4 separate regions of the Mus musculus genome follow, and all the other regions are linked to region 4. A link is a contact called in public HiChIP or PLAC-seq and promoter capture Hi-C data. All regions are on one chromosome and are shown on one strand. Each heading gives the region's core, a stretch centred on a gene start, on an enhancer-like site or on the middle of the called end of the contact. The rest is flanking DNA. Distances are from core to core; before and after follow the strand shown. Region 1 has its middle 98 kb from the start of Gm32055. Region 2 has its middle 43 kb from the start of Gm32055. Region 3 holds the start of Shd (src homology 2 domain-containing transforming protein D). Region 4 holds the start of St6gal2 (beta galactoside alpha 2,6 sialyltransferase 2).

Region 1 (7,625 bases), core at 3,585-6,084, 690 kb after region 4:
CTATACAAAAAGGGGATGGGGGGACAAAATACTCTCGGGTGGAAATATGGAGACAAAGTTTCAAAGTTTGGAGCAGAGACTTAAGGAAAGGCCATGTAAAGACTGCCCCACCTGGGGATCCATCCCATATACAATCACCACACACAGACACTATTGTGGATGCCAACAACTGCTTGCTGCCTGGAACCTGGTATAGCTGTTACCTGAGAGGCTCTGCCAGTGCCTGAAAAATACTTATGTGGATGCTGTCAGCCAACCATTAAACTGAGTACAGGGTCCCCAATGGAGGAGCTGGAGGAAGGATGAAAGGAGCTGAAGGGGTTTCCACCCCCATAGGAGGAAGAACAATATGAACCAACCAGTACCCCAGAGATTACAGGGCCTAAACCACCAACTCATTGTACACATGCAGGGACCCATGGCTCCAGCTGCATATGTAGCAGAGCATAGCCTTGTCAGACATTAATTGGAATAGAGGTCCTTGATCCTGTGAAGGCTCGATGTCCCAGTGTGAATGCCAGGACATGGAAGTAGGAGTGGGTGTGTTGATGAGCAGGGAGAAGTTGGATGGTATGGGGACTTTCGGAGGGGAAAGGAGGAAAGAACATAAAATTTGATATGTAAATAATGAAAATATCTAAAAAATAATTTTAAAAAGAGACAGCAAGCATACTCTTTTTTTTTTCTTCTTAACATTGCACAGAATTTAGAGACTCCAGTCTTACTTATGCACAGAGGATAATCTAGCTTGGTGGGACCCTGCCCTGAAATTACCATTTTACCACACCTGGGCAGAAATTATCATTTCTAACACTCCTTGTTGATTCCCAGATCAAACTTAAACTCAGGAATCTGCCTGCCATTGTATCTTTCTGACATGCGGGCTCATTAATCCAGGTGCCTTTGTTCTCTCAGATTCTTGAAGCCCCTCATAATTTCTATTTCATCTTTATATTTTCCAGGGGCAGTAACCATGTTTATCTTTCCCCACCATGCTGGCTCAGCAACTCCTGGAGCCTCACACAGGTGCCATGTTCCAGGGACAGAAACCACATCCCTGTGCCCAGAATGGCTGTGCCAGAGTTTGCAAACTGAGCTTCCAAATATAAGGAACTTACAAATCATAATTATTATCCTTACAGTAAGAAAAGATAATTGAAAATTTATTTATTAATACCTTCTTTTAGATTTACTGGAGAATTGGGGCATTTGTACATGTGGGGGAGGGGCTACATATTTAGAAACAAAAGTTGAATTGGTGTATGAAATAGAAAACAGTGAGTCTAGTAGCTGCTGGGAACACATGTGAAAATTCCGGTGAATTTATAAAGCCTGAATGTAGACTTTCTGGGATGCAGTTTTAGAGAGCTAGCCTTCTTCTTTTCTTGGTATTTTTCTCTAGTAGCTTCAAGTTTTACAGTGAATGCTGTAGGAAACAAAAAATGAAAGCAGGGAGCAAATAATTATTTGGAATTGGTCCAGAACATGTTATTCCATAAACCTATCTTGAGTAGTCTTCAACATGAAAATCGTCCTGCCTGTGCTTCCCACTGTTAGGATTTTAAGCTTTCACAACTATGTTCTGGTCAGATTAGTCTTTATAATGAAATTCTGCCTTATTAAATAATATGTCAACAGACCCTTATTTGACCAGGGAGATTACCGAATCCTCATCTTCCTGTGTGATGTAAAGACCGAGTTTAAAATGTCTAAGAAAACACTTCATATTTTCTATTTTGTTCCAACCTAGGGACACATATCTCACTTAGAAACCAAGAGAAAAATATAAAATAGAACTCTTCTTTGCATCACATCAACTGCTGGCTTAAAACTGAAAATGTTGTAAATCAGGAGCTCAATTTGAAACATTTTAAAATACAGGAATAGCATGGGCAGGAAATGAGGAAACTAGTAGAAGAAAGTAGACCATGCTATGCTGGAAATACCTTCCAGCACAACACTGTCTAGACAGGTTAATATAAAACCTGACCATAGAAACATCCCCAATGAATACTTGACCTGCTTGCTTTCTAACACATAGCCACTATAGGTAGACAGTTCCAGATTATGCCTCTAAACCCATACATCAACTGCCAAGAGCCCTTACTCTGATTCCTAAAGAGACTGGATTCTTACGAAAAAATAAACACCGGCCATACATGACACCTCCACCTGTCCACTCTCTTCTACAGATAGACAGCATAGCATAGTCTCATTAACAGCTAGACTCTTCTCCTGTAGATGACTGCTAATCTCTAGCAAGGGACACTAGAACACCAGACTCTCCATCCATATTTATTCCTTACCCAACACTTGCCTTCCACAACTACCTCATCATGATTCTTCCGGTAGATATCATATATATGTATTACCAATGTTACCAACACCTGTAGCCTGGGGGTAAGTCTTAAGAACCTCCTTTAGAAACCTCAAGTATTTCCTTTAGCTCGTGCTTAATGAGACTGAGCCATAAACCACATATAACTCCCAACATCCTGTGATGTTGGCATAACAGAGCTCCAAACTCAATGAAAGAGAGACAAGGAATACATAGTAAAAAGTAGTATACATAACCAAATTCCAGATGCCTATGCCCTATTCCAAATATGTAAACACATTACTCAAACATTTGTTCCTCCAAACCAATTCTCCCAGAGTCATGCTCCCCAAGAAAAGCAATGTCTTATTATTAGATGTTGACTTACTGTTCTATTGCTATGAAGAGACACATGACCAAGGCAACTGTACTGGCTGGTTTTGTGTCAACTTGACACAAGCTGGAGTTATCACAGAGAAAGGTGCTTCAGGTGAAGAAATGCTTCCATGAGATCCAGCTATAAGGCATTTTCTCAATTAGTGATCAAGGCACAGTGGCAGGGGTGCCTGTAGGTGGTACCATCCCTGGACAGGTAGTCTTGGGATGAAAGCAGGCTGAGCAAGCCAGGGGAAGCAAGCTAGTAACATCCCTCCATGGGCTTTGCATCAGCTCCTGTATCCTGACCTGCTTGAGTTCCAGTCCTGACCTCTTCTGGTGATGAAGAGCAATTTGGAATTGTTAACTGAATAAATACTTTCCTCCCCAACTTGCATCTTGGTCATGATGTTTTGTTCAGGAATAGAAACCCAGAATAGGATAGAAACATTTATAAAAGAAAGTGTGTTATTAATGACATCCTTATAGTTTAAGAGGGTTACTCCATTAACATTATTGTGGGGATAACACGGGCATGGTTTTGGAGCAATCACTGATTTAGATGTTTATCTGTAGGTAGCAGACAGAGGAAGACTACTAAGCCTGGTATGGGCTTTTGAAACCTCATATCTCATACCCAGTGACATACTTTCCCAACAATCCACACCTACTTTAACAAGACTACATCATCTAATCCTTTTGATCATTTCAACTAGAGAGTAATACACACACACACACACACACACACACACACACACACACACTTACCTGTGATGGGTGTAGTAAGAGGATGCAATGGCTATCAAGAACCACAGTATGACCTATGACAACCAGTTATATGGCTAAACTAATCAGGGATAGTGGGACCTGGCGCTTCCTTGTGCTGTTCCAGGGATTGACCTGACTGGAGTAGCCATTACTTTCTTTTATAACTTCTTATTAAATTAGAGGGGGAAATAATCTCTGTTTTCAAGTTTACCAAAATTTCACATATAAACCAAGTCTTTAATTGTTTGGAAGGTTTTATGTCTTAAAGCTGGGTGAGGTTCTGGAACATTTTGCAAAAATCTCACTCAGCTTCAGTGTTCCCTCATTCATCATCCAAAAGCAAGGCTTGTCTAATTGGGATAAGGGAGTAGAGTTATTCCACTACAACCTTGAAACATCATCAGGCCAAATAATTACAAACCAGGGCTGCTGTGGTGTTGCAATGTACAAGTGTCAACTTATGAATAAACACTAAAACCTCTTAACTCATTGTGTCTAGCCACAAGAATATTTTCTGGAAGATACTAGCCTCCAACCCTGCCTCTATTCAAATCACAAAGGAAAGACTGAAAATTTGGCAAGAAAGAATTAAAACACATGGCTTCTTATTATAAATTGCTTATATTTTAAATACATTTATTAATCATACTTATTCCTATACATACTTAATGCAAAAGCAGACAAGACGATGGGTTTAAAAGAAAATTGCTCAGTGTCTACTACTTTAGCCTACATATTCACCTGTTTCTTTCTTGGGCTAGGAGAACAGATCATAGGTTGTACAGCTTCATTTCTATATTCTCACTATTTATCTTCCAATGAAGTGCTTGAAATGAAGATTTAACACACATTTCTTGAAAGACAAAATGAGTGTCTGTGGAGGGAGAAGGTTGGGCACAAGAGCAAGACACACTGCAGTTCTAATGTTAATCTGTGAGGATGCTAACCATATCATTCATGCAAAGAGGACAGAGGCTGCAACCATTGCACTAATGCAGACAATATACCATCAGGGCACCTTTGAAGTTTTAGGATTTTTTAATGATCTCTGTGTGATTTTTAAACTCAGATTCTAATTCTGATCCTTTGGATCACTGGATTTGCAAAAGATGCCTTTGGATCCCAGGATTAGCAAAAGCTGCAGACAGACGACTTTCTAGCTAAAAATAAAAACAATTAAAATGAAACCTGACAAGTTATGCAAATTGTAAAGGATTGTGGTAAGTGGGGGGCTGGGGAGATAAGGCAACTGAAAGGCAACAACAACTCCTGGGTGGAAAATTTGATTTGTGCCAAGACAACCCTGTGAGCTCAGGATGTTGACAAGGGAGTGAGTTCTTCTTCCAGAAAAGCAGCAGCAGCAGCAGCATTATGAGTCAGCAGGAGATGAGCAGCTGGCTTATAATCAACACCAAAACAGCTGGACCCAGATGCTGACAGTTGGGCCTGCGAAGCTCTATTTTCCATGCCCAACTGTATGTTCCAGGCCTGCACTGTAAAGAAGAACCCCAGATGGAGAATCATCTTTGCAGTAAAGGAAACCAACATTGTATCTCTCAGCTACCCTGAACAGCTCTGAGTTGCTTTTGGAGTGCAAAGGAGAGAAAGAGCACAGCATGACGTCAGCCCTTGACAATGGCAGGCAATTTGCTCCAAGAACTCTGAGAATACTTCACTTGTACTGTGAAAACTGGAGATGCTTGGATTAAAGTATAAAAATAAACAGATCTGGATTACTTGGGCTACTTAATTCAATGGAAATTGCTGAACAAATTATAATGTCTTGTTAGGCCAGTAGCAGTGACTTAAACAAATCTACACAGGCTCAGGACAGATGGTCTTTCCCAAGTTCTTTTTATATAAAGTTGGTTGAGTTCAAATACAAACTCTGGGCATGCAAACAGGACTACTGCACTTATGTTTCTGCTTAGCTGGGCTTTGATAAGTTTTCTGCTTCCACAGGAACATCTGTGTCTTTCTACATTCAGTGCCAGTAGATACTGAACAATTCTCTGACACCTACTATGACAGATGGTAGCAGTAGAGGCACCCCTGATAGATCATTTGTTATACCTTCCCCAAGAGTTACTGTCATCTCATAAAGAATGATCATGACTCCTTTTTTGGACCTCATCCTTGTTGCTTGTGTGAGACTCTGGCAACCTGCAGGCATCTCACTGCTCTATATAGGAATCCATCAAATCACATTATTTCTGGTGAGGCATGCTGAGTATGGAGGAAAGCTCTCACTTGGCCTACACCTAGATGTGTTCTATTGTGTAAATTCCACATAAATTGTTTGTCTTTGAAAATGGCAAAATTTTCTGAAAAATAATGTGGGTTAATCAGTGAGTTATTTATATTAAAATCTGTAAACCAAGTGAAACAAAATTATTTAGTTAAATAATAAAATAAGGTGGAGTATGCCATCTTTTAATATCTTTCTGTTTGCTCATATATATTTTCTTAATATATTAAAAACATATTAACCAGCAGGTTTAGAAATGACTACAATTGAAGCAGAATAGAGAACAAAGAATTTTATACCACTGCATTGGAGAGACCAGTCTGATGAAGGTATAATTGGCTTTCTTCAACAGGAAAACTATAAGCAATGACTATCTAGGAAGTAAACGAAACTTTCTTTTAAGGCTTAGTAGAAAGGATCTACTTTTCTATATCTGTCATAGATGCATTCACCTTGTTTTATAACTGTTTAAAAAATCCTGTGTCATTTCCTATATATTCTTAATATCTTTACATAAAAAAAAGATGAAAGAACAGAGAAATGTGAATTTTTTTCTCTTCCCTATGTCCAGCATATTAGGCCATTTGCGATTAGGTTAAAAACTAATTGAAAGAGACTTTGTCTACCAGTTAATAACTTCCATGCTGTAATGTTTAACAAAAAAGATTTAAACATTTGTCAGATTTCCATGGTGCTGAATTAGATTTGGAAAAAAAATAGGTAACTATTAAATACATTTAGTGTGTGATGTTAATTAAGTCTAACGTTTCTCTCTGTGTGATTCTGTCTGTGTTTTTGTCCAGATGAACTGGTCATTAGATAAAGGAGGATATTGGAATGAACTGTTACTAACAGAATGATGTTAATCTGTGTCTTAAAATCCAGTACTAGGGTTTGTTTGTTTGTTTGTTTGTTTGTTTGTTTGTTTGTTGGGCTTTATTTGATTGTTTGTTTTTAATGAAATTGAGAGTCCCAGAGATTAGTGCATATACACTTAGGATAGTCATATCGTTTTAGTTAACTGCTCCCTTGATTAGGCTGAAATGTTACTCGTTATCTCTTCTGATTAGCATTAGAGTGAAGTCTATTTTGTCAGAGTTTGTGAGTATTGGCACATACAATAATTTTGTGAGTATTGACAATATTGACAAATATTTGTCAGTATAGACACCTATTTGCTTCCTGGTCCTATTTAATTATAGTACTTTTGATCATCCTTTAAAGCAATGCCTATCTTTAAAGTTGTGCTTCTTATAGACAATAGGTCAATGGATATTATTTCTTAAAACATTAAGTCATCCTGTGTCTTTTGATCAGAGAACTGAGATCATTAATATATAAAGTTATTGAAGGATGTGTGTGTTAATTTTATGTTATTGTTTATATTCTTAGTGTTATTCTGTATTTAATAATTTTGCGTTCATATTTCTTTCCATACTCACTCAGCTTTGCTCATACCTTTCTTTAGCTACCATATTGCTTCCAGTATTTTCTTTCAGTTTGGTTTGCTGTATATAATTTTTTTCATTTGTTTATATCATGGCAAGTTTTTTTTTTCATGAATTGAAATAAATATTTTGCCTGTGTGTAATAGTGTAGGCTTCCTGTCATGGTTTTTTAGAACTTGAAATGCAAGCTCTTCAGGATTTCAAAGTTTCCATTGAAAAATAAAACCTTACTGTAATGGTCTTTCTTTTACATGTGACCTGTAGTTTTGGGTTTTTTTTGTTTGTTTGTTTGTTTTTTCCTCTTGCACCGTTCAGTACACGTTGTTTGTTCTGCATACTTAGTGGGGTGTTTGTTTGTTTTGTTTTAACTAAGACATACCAAGGAGATTTTCTTTTGTGGTCTTATCTATTTTATGTTTGATGTGCTCCTTTTATCTGTATTGGCTTATTTTTCCTTAAGAGTTTTCTT
Region 2 (7,463 bases), core at 1,445-3,944, 550 kb after region 4:
AGGGGAACGCCCGGGCCAAAAAGTTGGAGTGGGTGGGTAGGGGAGTGTGGGGGGAGGGTATGGGGAGGGTATGGGGGACTTTTGGGATAGCATTGGAAATGTAAATGAGGAAAATACCTAATTTTAAAAAAAAGAAACTAAAATAAGCAATAAAATATGCCAGTTGGACAAGAATGGGAAAAAAATGAAAAAAATTAAAAACAAAAAGAACGGTGGTAGATTACCACAAAAGCATAACATACAAATGACTATTAGAAGGAATGTAAAGTTGAAACTTTAGCTGCATATGGTGTCCTGAAAGAACAGTAAAAGCACAGCGAAGGAAAAATGTAGGAAAGGGGATAAAAGAGCAAGAATCTGCACTTTTAACAAGTGTCTCTGTGCTTCTGACACTCTGACTCCAGGGACCAAGTTTAGAGCCATAGCATACTGTGTGTTTTGTCACCCAGCTCCAAAGGCTGATATATTTTTGCCTGACTAGTTTTCTAAAGAGTGATTATGGAAAACAATGAGAACAGATATATTCTTTAAATAAAAACTTGCATCTTTGTCAGTCTTACAAAGTCAACCCTGTCAGTTTGATAAATGTGTGCTTACAAAGGAATGAATGGGCAAGTATCAGCAATAAGGGTACAGCAGTGAAAATGGTAAGCATAACTATTTAAAGTCTATTAATTTTTTTATAGTTTTGAGTCTACATGCACAGGACTATGTGTGTTCATAGAGTGTATGTGTCCACAGAAGTTAGTGGAGTCCACAACAAAGGATCTGAAGTTCCAAGCAGTCATGAGCTTTCTGAAGTAGGTGCTAAGACCTGAACTTAGGTTATTTTGAAGTGCAGTTTTTACTTTTAACTGACTGTCCACCAACGAGATTCAGGAGAACAGATAGAGGGAGGGTAAGAAATAATCTTCATAGTAAGTGTTATAGTAAGGTAATGAAAGTGGTGATCAACAACTCAGCAGGGAATGGTGACCTCTATGCATCCTTTGCTCTTCCCACTAAGAGTTGGCATTTCTAATTTCACTAGTGGTCATCTTAATGGACATCCACTCCATGACTCATTTATATTTCTTTTTCTCCCTCTTCTGCCATTTTCTCTTTTCAGTTATAACTGTACCTGAATTTTAATGTTATTCCACATTAAATGGTCCTAATAGCATAGTGCTTTAGGCTATTACATTGTTTTGACAACATTAATGCAGTAAAAAATACAGCTTTGAAATAAGACTATTCTATGCACTAGTGTGGTGCTTTGTATAATGAAGCAATTCATAAGTAATTAGCCTTGTGAGCCCATAGTTATCTGTAAATCTGCAGGGTTGAATCTACCCTGTAACCATTCTAGCATACAAATAGCTCTAAAATAGGGCATAAACCTTTCTATTTAAGATCCTATATATCCAATAAAATGTAAATGACACTTTTCTTAGTTTCTGTTATGATACTGTTATCAGTACTGTCCTGAACTGACACCATGACTAAGACAATATATAAAATGAAGCATTTAATTGGTGGCTTGTTTATGGCTTCAGAGGGTGAATCCATGACTATTGTGACCTATCAGAATTTCACATGTCTTCTCAACAGGGACACTAAAAGACAAAAGAGCCTGGACAGAGGCCATGCAGACCATAATAAAACACAAATGCAAGCCCATACTACTATACCTTGAAAAACTCACAAAAAGGCACATCTGAAAGCCTTAGATCAAAAAGAAGCAAACACACCCAAGATGAGTAGAAGGCAAAAAATAGCTAAACTCAGGCAGAAATCAACCAAATAGAAAGAAAGAAAACCAAAAGCTGGTCCTTTAAGAAAATCAATAAGATAGACAAACCCCTAGCCAGAGGCATTGAGAAAGTGTCCAAATTAACAAAATCAGAAATGAAAAGAGAGAGATAACAACAGAAACTGAGAAAATTCAAAAGATCATCAGATCCTACTACAAAAGCTTATTCTTAACAAAACTGGAAAATCTACAGGAAATGGATAATTTTCTTGACAGATACCATGTACCAAAGTTAAAGAAGGAATAAGCTATCTAAACTAGTCCATATTCCTTAAATAAATAGAAATTGTTAAAAACCTCCCAACCCCCAAAAAACATCCCTGAAAGTTTGAGGAGTTTGTCCCAGGATTACTAAATGTTCTCATTAGACAAGCAAAGATACTTTAAGGAGAAACTTAGAAAGATGTGATTGAAAAGAGGCAGGTAGGAAAGAGGCTGAGTCTTGCTGCTCCTAGCTAATATCCATCGCTCTTCCTGTTTTTGTTTGCGTCTAGTTCCAGAAATACCTCTGCTAGAGCAGAGAAAGCAGTGAGTCAGTACCACCACTGAAAGATACTTCATCCTTCAGCCAAATCTGAGAGGAAGTTTCAGGATTTTATATCCAAAGGAGACACGACTGAACCAAACATCTGGATTTACTTGGGAGGAGCAGTGGTGAAGTGAAAGAAAAAAATAATTCTCTCAAATTAGGACAAAGACAGAAGCCCTTGTAATCTAACCACTTTTCACGAGCTGGGAGCACAGTCAGGAAAGTTGAGCTGTATGGATGTTAAGCAAAAAGGCCTAATGTATTGCAATTGGCATCTCTCCAGAGATCCCGAATGTTCTGCTTGCTTGCTTCTCTGCAGCAGCTGCCCTCAACCACAAATTCTCAGTGACTAGGACAAGCCAAAGCAGAACAGAGTCTTGTCAGTATTCAGTTTTGTCTTCTGCCTGCTTTTAATTATTTGGCCAGCGATGTGCTTAGGACCCATTTATAATTTAGTCAGGGCAAGCAAGAAAACAGGAAGGCGTTGGAAGCCAAATCACACTGAATAGCATAGATTGATTAGACTTTTGGATCATTCCTAGTTCACTTTGGTGTGGTACAAATGCTGAGAGCGAAAGCCAAAAAGAGGCTGTATAGATTGTAAAAAAAGATATTCTGTGCAGCATCAGTACTTCACGCAAGGAAGGAGGGTATCCACTGTAACCAACAAATTACAGTGTGATATTAGTAATTGAAACCACTAAACCCAATGTATTAGGATAGTGTTTTATTTTTTAAAAATGTTAGTATATTGTGGACACAAGAGTGAGGCACAAATATAGAAACAATTTAGATCCACTTTGCCATGTATTATGACAAAATAAAAAGAAGTTAAAGTCTCTGCAAAACTTCAAAAGTATTTTCTCTTCCATCAAACTCCTTCATGGAAGTTTGTCCCCCTAGTTTATAGATGCCAAAAACATGGGGTTTAAGTATATGAATAAATTCAGCGAATACAGATTCCAGCCAGTTACTTTCTCAGATCCATTCTGAACAGCATAACCCTAGAAAGTAATACAGAGAAAAACTAAGGTAATTGCAGAAGCATTCTCTACCCTTGACCAAGAGGGCAGTCTTCATGTGGTACAGGACAATGCAATTCACAATGAGTGATAAATGGATTCTCAAGTTCCTCTGGTTAAAGGAATTTACAAGGCTCCATAAATTTCCTTGAATTCACAGTATAATCACTTTAAACATGCAAATATTACAGACAGACTGTCATTGCCCACATGCCAAGTACATGCCAGGTATCAATAACTGAAATGATTTTTTAGAACTGACTTATTCACAACTCAGCATGTTGACACTAGAGAGCAAGCCTCAATTTTTACTCAATAAGGACAGAATTTAAGGTCATTTGTGAGAATAAGAAATGGGAGTAAAGGCAATTGGCAGTGAAGTAGTTAGTGGTCTGAGCATGGTAGTCACTCTTTATATAATGTTCATAGAATGTTCATAGAATGTCACCTAGAAAATAAAAGTATTAGCATGATCTTAGGATAGAGTTTTGAACTTCCCACATCAAATGTCATTCAGCAGACACTTGCACCTTTCCAAGATTCATTGTGACAAAAATGGGCTTCAAGTTTCTGAAACATATCCCGATAACTATTACCACCAAATACTTTATTTCAGAGGTGTTGTAAACAGTAACAGAGTATGGTAAGCAGATACTAACCTTGTCTACATCCTTGATTATCACTAGCTGTGGGACTGGGAAAGGCAGCCTGTTTTCTGTTTCAGCTAGGTTTAAACCCTAGAGACCCAGCAGATTAATCTGCAAGGGATGGAAGGCCCATTTGCCATGTTCCAAGACATAGGCTCCTGACATGAGCCCTCAACTCCATAAGCCTGTGGCTATCAGCCATGCAGGTAATGCCCCAACTTCCTGGTATTCTGTCTGGACTCCACCCCCACAGTTACCTGGCTACAGCAAGGCAGCCCAGATCAGTATAAAAGAGGCTGCTTGGCCCATCTACTCTCTCTTAAGCTCTTGCTCTCTTCTTGTCTCTTACTCTCACCTCTCACTCCCCTCTCTCCCCCATCCTTTTCCCCATCTCCATGTGGCCATGGCCACCCTCTGCTTCTTTATTCTTCTCTCTCTCTCTCTCTCTCTCTCTCTCTCTCTCTCTCTCTCTCTCTCTCTCTCTCTCTCCTTTAGTACAATAAAACTCTAAAACCATGGATCATCTTTGCTCATTGAGACCCACTGTGCTAGAGCAATGGAATAGGCCTTCCCCTAAAGAGCTGCATCTAATCTCCTGTGGGAAGGCCTTCCAGTGCTTCCAGCCACCAGACTGGACCAAAGACTCTCCCCGGAGTGGAAACCACCTAGTGCTTTCTCCCCTTACCCCTTCTCCCTTCGGCCCCAGGCCTGACTGAGCCGTCTCCAGGGCCCCCACTTCATTCTCAGCTCTTCCATGACATTCACAGGTGTCTGAGACAGAGAACCTGTTGTCCTTGGCCCAGGGACCCCAGACTTCTCTCTCCCCACCTTTGCAGAATGGGTTTATGTGGCTTCCCACAGCCAGACACCCACCCAGTGTCAGTGTGGAGAGTGAATTGCAGTGTCTTGTGTCCACCCACCCAGTGTCTCCAAGCTCTGGTGAGATGGGTCTCTCCCACTCCTTTATTTCCCCATGTCTGGCACCCAACAACTAGCTTCTCCCTTTTGGCATTGTCCCTTGTTTGATAAACCCAACATCTGCCTCTTGTCTGTATACCCCTTACTTATGGTCAGATTGGGGGAAGGAATCATTTAATTGAAAAAAAAAGATACTGAATGGCCCTAGTTCTCAAACTGGGGATGAAGGTGTTGTTACCTCTAAGAGAGTCATGATAAACTTGCTTACAGTGAAAGGATTCTAAATGTTTAATGTCAAAAAATTAAAGCCCAAACCACAATGAACCCAAGGCATCTAGAGCAATAGCTGTCCAACTTATGTCACTCTATTTCATGCAGCTTTGATTCTGAATATTGGTACTCCACTCAGCACATGTCATCATGCCATATAAAGCCAGTAGTTACTCAACTCAATCAAATGCTACTGTATGTTATGAAGTGTAATGTTTTACTGTATATTCAAAGTTTCCACTCTTATAGAAACTCTTCAGATTAATTGTGAAAATATAAGTGTTTTCCTATTGTCATTGCATGTTAGCATATCTTTGAATCATATTTTTTTTGGATGGCTGATTTTAAAAGTAGTTTTTGGAGTTGCTGAATTGAGAATCATAAAAATGATCAAATGAATTGGCCTTAAACACACTACAATTTTCTACTATACATTTATATGCAATGACATTCTCACTATTGACAATGTTATTAAATAAAAATAACAATGCAAACTTTTTTGAAATTATTTTAATTATTATCAAATATTCAGTTAAGAATTCTTTTAACTGAACGAAGACCAAAGTGTGGACACTTTGCCCCCTCTTAGAATTGGGAACAAAACACCCGTGGAAGGAGTTACAGAGACAAAGTTTGGAGCTGAGACAAAAGGATGGACCATCTAGAGACTGCCATATCCAGGGATGCATCCCATAATCAGCCTCCAAATGCTGACACCATTGCATACACTAGCAAGATTGTGCTGATAGGACTCTGATATAGTTGTCTCTAGTGAGACTATGCCACGGCCTAGCAAACACAGAAGTGGATGCGCACAGTCAGCTATTGGATGGATCACAGGGCCTCCTATGGAGGAGCTAGAGAAAGTACCCAAGGAGCTAAAGGGATCTGCAACCCTATAAGTGGAACAACATTATGAACTAACCAGTACCCCGGAGCTCTTGACTCTAGCTGCATATGTATCAAAAGATGGCCTAGTCGGCCATCACTTGAAAGAGAGGCCCATTGGACTTGCAAACTTTATATGCCCCAGTACAGGGGAACGCCAGGGCCAAAAAGTGGGAGTGGGTGGGCAGGGCAGTGGGGGGGGGGAGGGTATGGGGGACTTTTGGGATAGCATTGGAAATGTAAATGAGGAAAATACCTAATTTTTTAAAAAAAGAATTCTTTTAACTACCTTAATACTTCAGTTGGAAGAATGCTTTCATATCATGCAAGAAGCCAAGAATTTCCACCTTTAGCACAACATAAAACAAGTGATGGATTGAATACATATAACACAAGTGCCTGGGAGGTGGATTCAGGACGTCAAGGACTACCTAGGAAGTTCAAGGCTAGCGTGGGATACACAAGACCCCTATCTTAAAAACTTCAAGAGGAAGTAGATGATCATTAACATATATACACTCAAGGGGCAGAGATTACATTACTTTAGAACGTTCCATCCAAACAAGACACATAAAAATGACCCACCCCACAAAGCTAAATGATCATTGCTGAAGAGGGTGTAGAAAGAGTTTAAAAGCAGGAGGCAGTAGATGACTTAAACTAAATCTTTTTTTTTTAAATGGACACAACAGAAAATGTACCCATATAAACTCAGAGAGGTTGTGACGTTATTTACAAAACCCATGTAAGCTCAAGCCAGATACAATCCATGAATGGAACACAGATGGGCATGAAATTTGAGCCCTAACTACAAAGCTATTGGCAATTGAGAGCTGCTGGTTCAAGGAGAGTTTGTTTTCTCTTAAGTTTATGGTCACTGGAAAGTCAACCATACTCCAGTACATTTCAGTAAAACTGAAGTTGTATAGTACAAATTGAAATCTAGCCTTTATTTTTGTTTTTTAGAAAATAGACACACACACACACACACCCAATCACACAAAGAAAACAGACACAAGTTTGGATATTAGAGGAAGTAATTATGGATACAGAGTGGATCCAGGAGAAATTAAAGGAGAGAGTAACTACTACTAAAGTATATTTTATGAAATTATAAAAGAATTGAAAATAATATTATTTCAAAAAGTTCCACTATTGTGTAAAATTAAATAAGTTCATCAAGATTTCTTAGTTTTTAAATTTGTTTTTATTTCTATAAGTAGTAAAAGTATACACCCACACATACACACATACACACACACACATACACACACACACATACACACACACACACATATGTTATATATATGCATATATATGCCAAATAATTTCTTTTTCTTTCTTTGTTATTACATTATTGTTATTATTATTAATCTTTAAATTTTTTTAACCTTTAT
Region 3 (7,293 bases), core at 2,309-4,808, 530 kb before region 4:
TAAGAGTCCTAGGGGCCACCCCTCCTCCAGGGACTGCACTCACGGCTGCTTCTCCAGGGCAAGGGCTGTATCCACACGCTCCGCAGGCTGTGGTCTCCAGGGCTCCTTGGTGGAGCATGGAGTCCGTTCCCAGTCAGGACCATCAAATTGCACTGGAAGAGGAGAAAGAGAGGTTAAGTCTCATTCACTCAGGGGGCAGAGCAAAAGCTCTCCAAAGGGATTTCAGTGGTGGAAATGGGGCCTAAGATAGGACAGGACTGACTCAGGGGCTGAGATTGGTCTGTGGAAGTGAAATGGCAAGGCCACCCAGAAATCAGGTAGGGGATGGGGGGGGGGGTGCTTTGACTGACAAATCAGAGTACAGGGGGTGTGGCCAACAGGGATAAGTGTAATCAGGGGTTCCCTTCAGCGTAAAGGTAAAGATGTGTGTGGGGAACCTGGGCTACTACTGGAGCTTGATCCCCAGGACCCACATGGTGGAAGGCTAGCTTTGGTTCAAGTCATGGCCCCATTTCTTCCCGACCTGGGTTATTTGATATTCTATAGGTTGATCCTATTGCCCCTTTACTTGATTGAGCAAGGAATTGTCTGACCCAAGTCCATCACTGGACAGCTCCTAAAACCCCCACTCTGCCTTTCACTAGCTCCCACAAAACCTAGCGCATTCTAGTGCTTAGTCTACAATCACCCTGTTGGGTTGGCCCTGTAATGACCGCAGGTTCCCAAGACCTCAGAGAACAAGGCGATTCCCTTCTACTCTAGAAGCCCTTTCTGCAAAGGGATTTTCTCTGGGGAAGAATTGGCAGATGTCAGCCGTTCACACACGTTAGTGAGAACTGAGGCACTGGAGGGAGGAGGCCTTGGAGGGGCTCGGCCTTGAGCATACCTGCGAAAGCCCTGGAGATGTGATCCTTCTTCCACTCCCAAGGCTGGTCGTATTCATCTGCTGGCCTCTCATCCTCCAGGGGCCTCCGGCTCTGGCCCGAAGACCCTCCATCTTCTGGTTTCGTAGCCTGCTCCTCATATGGAGTATCGTAAAGCTGGACAGCTCTGCTTGGCTGTTCTGGGGTGGGGTGTGGGGGGACACTGGTCACCCTCCCCTCACAACAGCACATTCCCCACACCCCCCCAGCCATGTGTGCTCACCACTGGAGACGCTCCGGGCATCATAGGGCTCCATGTACCCACTGTTGGGGGCTGGTGGCTGAGGCTGGGCATCAAAAGGGTCTGAGTACTCAGTTTCTGCTTCCGGCTGCTGGGAAAGGCTGGGGCTAGCTCTGGATGACCCTGCTGTGGGGTACTGTACTTTCTGACTGCCCTTGCTGGGCCGTTTCACACTTCTCAGGGCTAGGCTGGTCAGGGAGTCTCACGTGTATCATCCTGTCCCCGCCTCACCAATGGCCGCTGGGGTTTCAAGACCATGTCACTACACTCAGCTCTTTAAGTAGGTTCTGGGAGTTTGAGCCCAGGCCTCTCGCTGATATTGTTTTAATACCAGCCCTTAAGCCCTTAGTAAGGATATCGGCCTACTTTACAGGTGAAGAGACAGAAGCACAGAGAGAGTCACACAGGGTCACACATGAGTACGAGGCAGGCCTTGATCCCAGTGTGTCTTGTCTCTCTGTGTTCCTTACTTCTCTTATGCCTTCCAGAGATTTGTGGGGTAAGAGGACTACAAGTTTTAGAGCAGCTTGGACTGCACAGGGAGAACCTGTCCCCAAACCAAACCAAACCAAACCAAACCAAACCAAACCAATCCAAACCAAACCAAACCAAACCAAACGAAACCAACAGAGCAGTGGTTCTGGACTTTCCTAACACCGCAACACCCAACCATAAAATAATTTTGTTGCTATTTCATAACTGTAACTTTAAAAAATGAATTATGATTTTTAAAATTTATTATCTGTGTTTTCTGATGGTTTTAGGCAACCCCTGTGAAAGGGTCATTCGACCTTAAAGGGGTCTCAGCCTTCGGTAAAACCAAGCAGGGCATGCACCAGGTCCAGCTTCCATCAGGCACAGCATAAACAGTGACTGTGACACATGCCTGTCATCCTGTGACACACACTTCAGAAGTACAGGCAGCAGGAGGATCAGGAGTTCAAACTCATTGTAGCTAGTTTTAGGTCAGCCTGGGCAATGTTGGACCAGGTCTCACACAAACCAAAAACAACACCTACCCTCTGTCTCCCTGAAGGGAGAATGGGCCGAGGGGGATAATGGCTAGCCCAGAAGATCTTGGACTCCCCAGGGGGCGGGGGATGAGGTGGGGAACCCAGGGTGATAGGGACAGAACACCCGTCCAGGTCCTCCACGCACCTCTTCCCCCGGGCTCCCCAGCAGAGCCTTGGCTCTGGCCATGTCTGCAGCCTCCACCTTGATCAGCCGGTGCCTAGGAGAGTTGTACTTGGGGTCACCGGACCCGGTGACCTCTGGCTCAGCGCGGCCATTGGAATCCTCATAGGGGTCCTCGAAGTCCAGGTCCTTCTGTTCGCGGTAGGCCCGCAGGATGTCGCTCTCGGTGTAGTCGGGGGTGGGCGGCTGCGGAGGCGGCCTCCGGCTGCCCAAGTTCAGATAGTCTCGGAGCCACTTGGCCATTGGTGCCCCCAAAATATGCTGGTGTCAAACAAGGACCTTCATGCCTAGCTCTGCAGCTCGTCCTGGGGCTGGGGGGAGGAAGGAGGGGAGAGAAGAGGAGGGGGAGACAAAAGGGGGGAGGAAGAAGGGAGAAGAGAGAAGAGGAAGAGGACAGGAAGATTGGAGGTCAGAAGTCCTTGGCTGGGCTCAGAGCAGAGGGGGCAGCAGGTGGCGACCCTGGTGCTGCAGGCCAAGGGTCTGCGGGAACTGCGAACTTTAGGGTCCGTGTTGCAGGTGTGATGTCAACAGGGCTGTTTCACATTACCCCTTCAGCTCCATGCATAAAGTTGTCAGAGGCTGAGCCACTCCAGAGGGTCGTACTCCCTGTGGGGCTGCTGTCCGATCCCGCGAGCCCCACCAGTCCGAATTACCCAGATTTCTTGACCCCTGATCCTTCACACCCCGCCCCCGTCACACCTCCAATCCTTTATCTCCATCCCTTAATCTCTGAATCCTTTAATTCCATCTCCAGTATTCCTTAATCTCCAGACCCCTCCATTTCCTTTAACCTCCCGGTCCCCTAACTCCTGCTCCACACCGCCCCCTCAATCCCTTAACCTCCCCTATCCCTTAACCGCCTGCAGCCGCCGCCACTGCACAACAAAAGGGACTTAAACCACTGAGTCCAGGCCCGGGTTCTCAGGGCCACCGGAGGGGCGAGAACACCCGCGTCCCATTGGGTCCCGCCTTGCGGACAGACCTGCAGACCTCAGACCTTCTGTGGCTCCGGGGTGGAGACAGCAGGACTCGGACCCTGGAGGATCCCGGAGGACGAGACCACCGGCGTGGGGACCGAGTTGCCCTTGGGACCAGGGCCGGGCAGGGATTGGGCGAGAGGCCCGAGCATCGCGCAGGGTCGCGGCTGGAGGTGGCGCAGGGCGGGAGGCGTCGTCCGTCACCGCTGCGTCCGTCCGTCGCTTTGTGCCGGGCGAGGGGGAGGGGTGGGAGGCGTCGGCAGCTGCGGGTCCGCGAGCGGAGGGAGGGAGGTGGGCTCAGACCTCAAGGGCTGCAGATGGAGCTAGGAGGTCGAACCCCAAGGAGAGACAGGCGGGCAGTAGTCAGCCAGAGTGACCCAAAAGCCATGGCCAACTGTCTGTCCGCCTTAGTCTCCCCAACTGGTAATCGGTGCAGGAGGCATTGACAGCAAGAGTTACTGCTAAGGGTCTCATGTAGCCCAGGCTGGCCTCCAACTCACTTGCAGCAAAGGATGACCTCGAACTCCTGATCCTCCTGCCTCAGTCTCCCAGCATTTAGGGATGACACTCCAGGCTTTGTGCATACTAGCAAGCGCCCTACCGACTGAGACGTTGAGGTTGGCGAAACTGAGGCATAGAAAGGCTTTGTGTGTGGAGCGAAACTCAAGCCACCCATCTGACCATTTGTGCCTGGACATCTCTAGGATGGCACTGGTGGCTCACAGAGAGAGCGGTCATCCTCTTGTCCACTGTGAGCTCTGTTTTCCAGGCAGAGAAACTGAGGCCTAGAGCCAGCACGGCATCTGGAGTAGGCTAAGTCCCCCTAACCACCCACTCCTATCTCTGTCAGGCAGCGTCCCCAGGGGTCACCAGATCCTGTGTGTGCTGGTGTAGTCAAGAGCTTTCTCGCATGGAGCCTGTACGTGGCAGGAATAGCAATCAGGGGGCCTGAGGCAGAATCAAACGGCACTTGACTTTCTGTCGCCTCAGAGCCTCCATTGGGGCGCGGGCGCCTGTGTGTGTGTGTGTGTGTGTGTGTGTGTGTGTGTGTGTGTGTATGTTAGCGCGCCTGCGCGTGTAAGAACAGAAAAAGCCAGAGCAGTAAACTCTTCTGATAGCGGGGAGGAGGATCATGGCAACTACCTTGGGAAAACCTTCTGGATGACTTGGAAGATGGGACGGGGGTCAGTCTGTATCACACTGACTCCGGATTATAATTCACATGCTCTATCCCTGTCGCATTTAGAAGTACAACCCAAAGGCTGGGGGCAGCTGAGAGGGTAGTGTTGGCCCCCAGCATCTTAAACCCAAATGAAAGCACAGGGAAAACATGCATGAGTGGGTTGTATAGCCTATGAAGGCCATGTAATCTGCTATACTGCAGTTCCAGAACAATCCACTTCCCTGTGCCTCTGCCAGTCCCCATGAACTAGTCCTGTCTCTGCCTCGGCCTGCTTTGGATAGTCCCCCACGGAGTCTCAGACTCCATGTACCCTGTTGGTGGCATGGGACAGAACCCTGTTCTTGTTCAGGAACAGTGTGACTGTTCCATCCTGAGGCACACACGGGGCGACTGGGGCCTCAGGGAACAGCAGGATAAGAATCGATGCCCCTCAAATCCGGGAGGGTAAGTGTACCAAAGCAGGGGGACAGAAGGGGAGGTCTTTAAGGCTGGCAGCCATACCTTTAGGCTACATAGTGAGGCCCACTCAAAAACCCAAAATCCAGGCATGTATATGTAGGGGACCAAAACACTCTGGCTGATAGGGAGGCGGGTCTTGCCTAATTGTGGTCTGGTGGCAGATGCAGGGCTTGCCTTGGGAAGCCTGCAGTCTGGAGGGTGCTGTAGGAAGGCTCCTGGCTTGAGGGAGGCATCAGGACCTTGCCTTTCCTGGTTCCCAGCCTGATGGAAGGAAGTACACATTTGGTTTTCTGAGCTCATAGTCTGAAGGAAGAGGCAAGTCACTGACTTTCAGGATCCCCAGTCTGGGGGTGAGGTCCAGCTGCTTCAGTCTGCTGGAGGAACAGTGGCATCTGGGACAAAAAGACCTCACGGATGCCATTGTAGCATGCCACCCCGCCCCTTGCCATGTAGCTTTGTCACTCTGCAGGGACCAGGCTTGTGACCAGCAAGCAGGAAGAGGGCTATGGGGGAGCTGGTACAGCCAGCATCTGAATGCCCTGGGCAGGTGGTGGTTCCCTTTGCCAGGGGTCCCCAGGGAGCTGACAGAAGTGACAGATTAGACCTGACAACTTCTGAGGACATGATGACAGCTACAGAGCTGAGTGAGTGGAGGTCAGCAGGACGGGGACCAGCCAGACGCCAGGATGTCCCTGATCTTGGCTTGGGAAGCCCCACCCCCAACACGGGCTGTGAGAAGGAAGAGTCCCCAGGGGAAAGCAGACTCCAACACGAACATTTCCGGTTTAAGATCAGTTTGGTGGTTCAGTCTCTGATCCCAGCACTGGTGAGGCGAGAGTGTGGCTACATACGCCTGCTTCTCTACCTCCACACTGTGCCTGGCTCACTTCTTTCTACAGAACAGATTCAGCCTCAACATTGCTTCCTTACAGTATCAGAACACAGACTGATGTAATCCCAAATTCTGCATGAAGGCCATGCTGAGAGGCCAGGCGCAGGGGTGTATGGCAGAAATCCGAGGTGTTAACCCTGGGGTAGCCCCTGCAGCCAGGCAGGTTCTCAACTGACTTTCTATTCTTTCTTCTTGTTTTGTTTAAACAGCACGACTGTGTTGCATTCGGATGGAGCCCCAGGCCTTGTGTATTGTTGGGAGATGGTGCTAGGGAGATAGGGTCCCTGCCCCCCCCCCCCAAGTCAGACTGTGTTCTGATCTGTGGCAGGAAGGGACCGGCCAACAGGCTCCACACAACTCAAGGACTGAAGGAGAGGGCCAGGCTGTCTGTCCTGGGGTGCCTGGGGACACTGCTTCTCCGTACACTGCCAGGCCATGGCAGAGATGGTCCCGAGGCCTTTGCTGAAGGTGCTTGCTTGATCCCATCTCCTCCTCATTTCTTGGGTCTATGAGACCACGGTGGGCATCACTGACACTCAGCTGTCGCTGTCCTCGCTGTCCCCATATGCACCCAGCTGGCTCAGGGAGGACGTGCCAGGTGTCTGGGGTGTAGGGTTGTCCGCCTTCCTGCTCTTGGGGGCACCTGTGGAGAGGACAAGTCAGTCCATGGGAATGTGTCCGGCTTAGAGGACCCTGTGACTTGGTCACCTCAATCTTAAACTGGGCCAGAGAGATCCTGCCCAGGGCAGCTGAATGCCCACAGGACACTGGAACAGTGTCAAGGGCCAAGTGCTGCCAAGGGCCTCCATGACTAAGAGAGTGCACAGGTGAGGCTCCAATACTGGGCTTGCTGTGTGGCTTCAGGTAGTGGATAACCCTCTCTGTGCATTAGGATCTGCCTCTGACAAATGTTAACAGTGGCAGTGATAACTGTGTCAAATGTAATTGTGTCAAATGTCACCATCTGTCAACCGCAAGCCAGGCCTTTCCTACATATGGTGGAATTATTCAAACTCCAGGAAAGGACACTAAAGCTGCAGGCCACATGGACAGTGCACTAGCTACACTATCTGGAGTCCCCTGATCGTGCGAGACCTGTCCCAGGGCACCTTTAGCTATTCCGTCACTCCCAGTCCAAGCCTCTGCTCCTTTTCTCCTCTTTGCTTTTCAAGACAGGGTTCTCTGTGTGGCCTTGGCTGTCCTGGAACTCACTCTGGTTATCAGGTTGATCTTGAACTCAGAGATCCTTCTGCCTCTGCCTCCTGAGCGCTGGGAATAAAGGTGTGCACCACCACCATCCAGCTCCATTTTGTCTTTTGAGACAGTGTCATGTAGCCCAGGCAGGCCTTAAATTCCCTATGTAGCTGAGGCTGATCCTTTTATCTCCCCCTGGTGCAGTGTGGCAGGCTGCTGGTTGGCCTCTG
Region 4 (6,878 bases), core at 1,032-3,531:
CATTTTCACCAAACAAAAAGGGATAGAGCATGCTCTAATTTCTATCAGTCATAGTGAGAAGCAGGTAAGGACCCCTTCTTTGCATGTCTGAGCATCCTCCTGACTTATAAAATTAAGAACGTTTTCGTCTATTGATGTTGTCTTTACTTCAGTTACTATATTCAACCACCGTTGCTGACAGTCATTTTAACGCATTAGAACAAAGTGGGGAAAAAAAAAGGTTGTCAGTTTCAGAAAAAATAGTGATGGAAAAAGCGGCTAAGGGGCCACACGTTGCTTTCCCTTCAAAAAGAAGAGTCACCCCAAATTTGCCACCCAAACACTCATGAAAAATAAAGGTTGAAGAGGTAATTCCTGTTAGGTCTTGTTTTGTTTTGTTTTGTTTTGCTTTGCTTTGTTTTAATATGCAGAAAGTGTGGTGTTTAAGGCGGCCAAGGCGTCTCCTGACCCAAAAAGGCAGTCCTCAGAAGGGCTACAGTATACTCCTACACACCAGACTGTTCAGTTGTCCAAGAGACAATGATTTCCACCAAACACGACCTATTTCTCTTCAAATTTTCAGCAGAACTGTTCCCCAAAGTTTACCAAAATCCAGGTACACAAACCTCCCCATCTCACAAAGCTTTAGGAATCCAACTCTACTTTATAAGTTATACACCAGGAAACACATAAGGAGAAGCTGGAAGGCAATCACAAAAGTCTCATTTAAATTCCTGGAAAGCACAGCTTCTCTAAACACACTATTCATCTCTCTTTGGAAGGCCTAATTTGCATCGAGCCATGAGTTTAACTCCACTGGCCCCACTGCACCAGTACCATCAAGTCCAAAAAAGATAGATGCCATCTTCTGAATTCAAAAGAATTTATCACATAACCACTCTAAACGGTGGGAAGTAAAACAACCCAAACGCCGAGTTTTTGCCAGTCAAGTGTATAAGAATTAACACTGACTTTAGGAGGCTCCCGAAAATCCCTCTGCACATGAACATTATAGCCACAAAAGGAAGAAGAAAGAAAGAAAGAAAGAAAGAAAGAAAGAAAGAAAGAAAGAAAAGGTAGGATGCTCTCTAAGCTGCAAGCCCGCTAATTTGCATGAAGATGGGTGTGGGAATTTGATTAAAAAAAAAATCTCCACCTTTCACAAGCAAATCACATCAAATCAAACCAATGCACAGTATTTCATCCCCACAGTTAACTATGTCCACCTGTCCAAGTGCAAGCCCTCCTTTCGCTCACCCTGTTGTTTCTCCACATACAGCGCTGGCTTCTGTTCGCAGAGCTTATCTAACTCTAGCTCAGTGCAACTGGCCAAGGAGATTCCAGCAGGATACGGCAGGTCTCAGACCTCACAGACCTGCGTGCTTGTACTCATTCAGTTTGTCCCTACACCTGTGCTGCTACTCCTGTACTTGGAGCCTCAGTAGGATTCCTGAGGGTCACATTTTATCCCCCACTCCCACCCCACCCCCGCAGCCTAGAGGGCAGGAGGGCTTGCCGGGTGGCGAGCGGGCGGGAGGGCGGGCGAGCGAGCGGATGAGCGAGCGCGCACACCACGAGCTCCTACTCTCTCTCGGATGCCCTGGGAAGCTCCGCGGCCACGCTAGGGGCTCAGGCGACCCTGTGTAGGAGCCGTCTCCTTTCCGACAAGGCATGACCGCGTTGCCGCCGGCTGCAGCTTGGCCTCTCAGCAGTGCGTGGCTGCGCTCAGCTCCGCGCTGCGCGCCTCATTGTTCCAATCCGCGTGGCAGTGGCACCTCTGCCGGTGGCCCCGAGGGCAGGCGATCCGAGGCAGCGGGCCTGGTGCTCCGCACACAACCCCGCCTTCCCCGTTCCGATCTACAGCCCGAGCTTACCTGCTGGCTAGGCGCTGGGGAGTTGATCGGCCTCCCGCGAGCGCTCCGGCCCGCAGCTTGCCCCGCGGCCAGCGCAGGCGGGGACGCTCTGGCGACGCAGAGCCTGCCTGTCGTACAGCGATTGCAGACTCCGCTGCGTGGGGCGGCGCGGCTGCCTAAAAAGGCGTGCTAATCCCAGCCGCCACCTTCACCAGCTGAGCGGCTCCAAGGGCTCCCCGAATGGCTTCTGCTCCAAGTACCTGGCACCCGGGCACAGGAATGTCCCGGTGGTGGCCTCTGGAATGCCACCGGCCGCCGGTGGTGGGCAGGGCGGTCTGGGAAGCTGGCCGGGAGGAAGTGAGTCTTTGTGTGCTGGCTTCGAACACACAGCCCTCTGTAGACAGAGCAAAAGCCGGGCTACCTGCGCGCCAGGCAGCTGGGTGGAGTGTGAGAAGCACAGCATCCTCTGGGCCGCTGGCTCCCTTTGTTCAGACTCAGGCCGACTCAAGCCGCCCGCATTCTCACTTTGGCTGCTGCTGAGAAGCGCCCGACAGTGCAGGGACACACTTGGGGACGTGCTGCTTTGAGAGCTTCCCACTTGCCAACTCCATCCATCCATCCAACCCTGGAAAAGGTGATCACATTCTCTCTAGGGCGTAGGGGTGACCAAGAGCGGTGCTGTGGGAGCCGCAGATAGAAAGTATGTGAGTGTGTTCAAGTGCTAATGCCCATTTGTCACTGCAACCCTCCTATTTTTCAAAGGCATCCACAGCGGTCCCTGGTTGTGGGTAAACATGCTTCTCTGAACTTTGCCCCCTTGGATGTGAGTGTTACCTACAAGTTTTCATGCGTAGTTAGAAAAGGACAAGACAAATTCTTCACTGAATGTATTGAATTTGAAGTTCATCTATCTAGTCGAGGTGTTTTGTTTTAGATATTTTAGCTAGTTGTCCAACTTATTCAGAACGCATGGAGTGCCTACTATGTGTTTGGGGCTAGGCATCATGATAGATGAGCAAAACTCAATCTAGAAGTTTACAGACATTTAACAACCGGGAAACTAAACCCACAGAGTAAAATTCATTGTGTGTGGTCAAGTGTACCTGGGCGATGCTTTCTCTGGTTTCCCCAGTTCTGTTAACTGTTTCTGACACTTGGAATTTCTAAGAACTGCCTGAAGGGATGGTCTGTCACTCATTAATTACTGCGTCTTATATATGAGAAATACATACGCTATGGCTAATTCTGTGCTCTGCCCTTTCCCACAATTCACCACGATGGACTCTGCTAGTCACTGAAGTGATGTAAACTGTGACTCTAGGCTTTGTCTTCTGTCTAATGGGTACGTTTGCAAGCACCAGCAAGGTATGCTGCACAAGGTGCTAAAAGTGGATTATACATTCTCTAGTCCTTAAATGTAACAACAAATCAATTCATGTAATAAAAAGCATAGTAGCATCCTTACAATGTTTCACTGCAAAGTAAAAATCCTCAATTTATAACATTTTGGGGGGGGGGTTGAAACAGGGTTTCTCTGTATAGCCCTGGCTGTCCTGGAATTCACTTTGTAGACCAGGCTGGCCTCGAACTCAGAAATCCTCCTGCTTTTGCCTCCTAAGTGCTAGGATTAAAGGTGTGCGCCACCACACCTGGCAATTTATAACATTTCTTACAGACTGTGAATGTTTTTTATCCCATATTGCTATTTTTCAAAAGTACTTCAAAGATGATGCCTTCATGCCTACCTTAAAAACAAAACAAAAACAAAAAACAAAACAAAACAAAACCAAAACACTAGGTGTTCCAAGACAACAATGGACTTTGTGCCTGTAGAAAATTTACCCAGCTTAAAACAAATATGCAAATTGCTGTCATAGAAATGTAAGTTAACTTAGTTTACTATTTATGATCTAAGTAGAGAATAAATGGGGCCGACCTGGAAATCTGTTGCTTCCCAGGTAAATCATGAAGGCAGTTTAAATGCAGAAAACTGTATGTCATGCTGGTTTCTGTCGGAGTGTAATGATAAATGAAATACTTTTCCATGCTTTAGTTGGTCTGCTCGGGGGAATCCTAAACAAGGGTAGACAGGGTTCTTTCCATTGGTCTACTAAAGAGCAATGCTGGCTCTAGAATATTCCTTTCAATTCCAAGTGAATGTTTTTTAAAAAGCCAGGAAGCATTTTAAAATCCATTTTTTCTGTATGTGCTCATATTAACTTGTATTCTGTGTTAAACTCAGGCTTTCTCCATCATCCTTGCCATAACCCATAGCCATACTGCTAATAGACTCTGAAAGCATCACTCAGTATCAGCTTGGTTTGAACACATTCTGTGTCTTATGTGTGTGGTGTCTTTGTCAACAGGGTCTTACCATCAAGGTCTGGAGTAGAACCAGCAGTTGAGGGAAAGAAAACTGTAATATTAAGGGTCTACTGGACCCCCCCCCCCAGTCTAAGAATTCATAAAAAGGAAGCCCCTCCTGGCACAAAACTTTTTACTTATTACTCATTACTCGGTGGTGTCTGGTAGGAGCAGTGTGGCCCCATTATAGAGTAACTCCTTTTAAACTCTTTTTAGATATGTGTATGTTTAAATTGCAAGAAGACTTTGCCAATGTGTTTTTTTTTAAACAAGGACCATGGTGTTAATTATCCTGTCCCATGCTTCTTCCTCTAAACTATCCTTCCATCCCCACCCCATTTAACCTTTCCTGTTTTTTTTAAATTCTGATTCGTATCAACATGTTCTTTCTTCTTGCTGTTGACTACTCACCCCAAAGTTTCAGAACCCTTTACTAATTTTCTGACTTCTGTGGACAATTCAAATGGAGCACACATATCTAAAGAGTTAAGGTGTATTATGTTCCTTTGCCCCAAAGACAATATTTAGAATTTCTTAAAAGTCTCTCCATAAATAGAAAGAGCTATATAATTGTCAATATCTGTGAATCTCAGTGTGATAATCCAATACTTGATGAGCAATGCTCAGACAATAACATCATTAGAATTTCCATTTCTCATACATCTATCACTGGGGACATTCTCATAGCTAGGTTTTCTGTCTCTTTCTTCTCTCTCATGTCATTTCCTCAGTGTGCCTGTTACATATCTTAGAATATTTTTAGAAATTCAAACCATTTTCTAAGTGACTCCCAGGTTGAGCTTGTTCACTGTCTTAGTCAGAGTTTCTCTTCCTGAGCAAACATCAGGACCAAGAAGCAAGTTGGGAAGGAAAGGGTTTATTCAGCTTACACTTCCATCCTGCTGTTCATCATCAAAGAAAGTCAGGACTGGAGCTCAAGCAGGTCAGGAAGCAGGAGCTGATGCAGAGGCCATGGAGGGATGTTCTTTATTGGCTTGCTTCCCCTGGCTTGCTCAACCTGCTCTCTTATAGAACCCAAGACCACCCAGAGATGGTCTCACCCACAAGGGGCTCTTCCCCCTTGATCACTAATTAAGAAAATGCCCTACAGCTGGATCTCATGGAGGCACTTCACCAACTGAAGCTCCTCTCTCTGTGATAACTCCAGCTTGTGTCAAGTTGACACACAAAACCAGCCAGTACATTCCCCATGGTTTAGATACAGATGTACTCACAGCTTTGTTCTCTTTTATTTTTGGGCCATAAACTCAGAGAATCATTTCCTCTCAGCACAGCACACGATGCTACTGTGCTTATTTTCCCCAACACTGGATAATGTTAACTTGCCTATTTGATAAATGAGATGATTATCTACTCTTGCCACTGTGAAGTGCTGTTCACCCCTTTCTAGTTAAATGATACTTTATTTGGGTTGAATTTGAGGTTGCTTCTCCTTAAATCCACTCTCTAATTTTAGTTTACTTTCTAGTCCAACTGTACATGGGTTCTTTTCTACGTTGTTTCTTCTTTCACATAGTCTAACTGGCAATTTCCCTAGGACAAAAAGAAAAAGGTTTCTTCTTCTTCTCTGTTCATAACATGCCTGGGAAAAACATTTCTTGTCTTTGTCAACCAGTTTCAGCATAGAAAGTAAGTAAGTTTTCCTGGTTAATGCAAGAAACTCAGACATGACAGCTAACTCTGAAGCAATTTCCCCATTTGTAAATTGATAATAACAACATCATACCTTAGGGGTGTTCGGAGGATTTAATAAGATGATACTGAAGTGCCTATTTCAGTGCATAATATTGTAACCTTCAACAAACTGAAGGATTGTTAGAATGTTGGGAGGAAGCCCAGTCTGCAAATACAAATATACAGTGAGAAGGTGAGAAGGATGCTTGCTGGGTTGTTCTATTACTAACCGACTCCAGCAGCTGCTTGTCAGATGTCTGTGCTGTAGCAGGCCCACAGTAACATCTGGAAATGAAGAAGAGTGGGCCAATCCATTATTTGGTCTCACTTTCCTTCATCCAGGTAAGAAACAGGTAAATCTATGCACCACAGCACTTACATGGGACAGTCACTTCTAGCCATCACCCTGCAGGTCCCAGGCCAGCAGACTGTCACCAGCTCCCACCCAACGCCTCCCATGCCTTCCACATTGAAACTCTCCCACCTGTCTGTTAGTTTTAAGACTATGCAACATACCAGATGTGGGTCTAGACTTTAGTTGTTCTTTGCTTGATGGTTTTTGGTGACTTCCACAGAGTAGAAGGGGTCCTAATTAGAAAATCAACTAAAAAAATATCTCAAGACCGTCTTGATATCTGTAGACCAACGGAGATATTTCCATTAGATAAAATATCTTAAGAGAAGAAACACTCTATGTGTGCGTCTCCTTTGATTACTTTCTCAAAGGCCTCTCTTTAGTGAGCAAGCATATTGTAATTAATTAAAACCCACCTCGAGTGCTGGTTAATTTCCCCTTGATTAGCCCAGCAATTTCTCATCCATCCCTTACAAAACACCAATCATTCTGAGTTGAAGTGACCTATTCTGACACTTGATTACTGAAAACATGATGGAGCTGAAAACATGATGCCATTTCAGAAGTCTAAATCCTATAGCAATTTAAATTTTGTTCAGTCACTAGCAGAAATGATACAAAATAGGTTTCAT

What was found. Promoter capture Hi-C pulls out the DNA fragments that hold promoters and counts their contacts. HiChIP or PLAC-seq counts read pairs in DNA pulled down with a chosen protein or histone mark.
Region 1: a contact with region 4 is called in an H3K4me3 HiChIP or PLAC-seq map of forebrain, with 19 times the contacts expected there. The contact joins the enhancer-like site here to the promoter of St6gal2 in region 4. A contact is called at or near these places in 4 of 39 promoter capture datasets (the 3T3-L1 cell line, cranial neural crest, frontonasal cranial neural crest and 1 more) and 2 of 115 datasets of contacts at active chromatin or transcription factors (forebrain and neural progenitor cells).
Region 2: a contact with region 4 is called in an H3K27ac HiChIP or PLAC-seq map of neural progenitor cells, with 12 times the contacts expected there. The contact joins the enhancer-like site here to the promoter of St6gal2 in region 4. A contact is called at or near these places in 5 of 39 promoter capture datasets (the 3T3-L1 cell line, frontonasal cranial neural crest, hippocampal neurons and 2 more) and 2 of 115 datasets of contacts at active chromatin or transcription factors (astrocytes and neural progenitor cells).
Region 3: a contact with region 4 is called in a promoter capture Hi-C map of frontonasal cranial neural crest, with 3 times the contacts expected there. The contact joins the promoter of Shd here to the promoter of St6gal2 in region 4. A contact is called at or near these places in 2 of 39 promoter capture datasets (embryonic stem cells and frontonasal cranial neural crest).

What each region holds. Positions count from the first base shown.
Region 1 is chr17:54,750,995-54,758,619 of GRCm38.p6, reverse strand. No RefSeq gene overlaps it. Among named protein-coding and RNA genes, the nearest start is that of Gm32055, 98 kb to the left of the region's middle. Within about 2 kb of position 4,834, at least 24 of the 459 cell types and tissues checked have an H3K27ac peak or open chromatin away from gene starts, as enhancers often do. A contact at or near this core is called in forebrain, where this site is marked.
Region 2 is chr17:54,891,567-54,899,029 of GRCm38.p6, reverse strand. No RefSeq gene overlaps it. Among named protein-coding and RNA genes, the nearest start is that of Gm32055, 43 kb to the right of the region's middle. Within about 2 kb of position 2,694, at least 32 of the 459 cell types and tissues checked have an H3K27ac peak or open chromatin away from gene starts, as enhancers often do. A contact at or near this core is called in neural progenitor cells, where this site is marked.
Region 3 is chr17:55,966,747-55,974,039 of GRCm38.p6, reverse strand. It overlaps Shd (src homology 2 domain-containing transforming protein D), which reads right to left and starts at 3,558. Exons shown (of 7, transcript NM_009168.2): 1 at 3,341-3,558; 2 at 2,323-2,669; 3 at 1,147-1,252; 4 at 887-1,063; 5 at 44-152. The coding sequence starts at 2,601. It overlaps Yju2 (YJU2 splicing factor), which reads right to left. Exons shown (of 8, transcript NM_028381.3): 8 at 6,089-6,512. The coding sequence ends at 6,406.
Region 4 is chr17:55,440,785-55,447,662 of GRCm38.p6, reverse strand. It overlaps St6gal2 (beta galactoside alpha 2,6 sialyltransferase 2), which reads right to left and starts at 2,281. Exons shown (of 6, transcript NM_001347403.1): 1 at 1,854-2,281.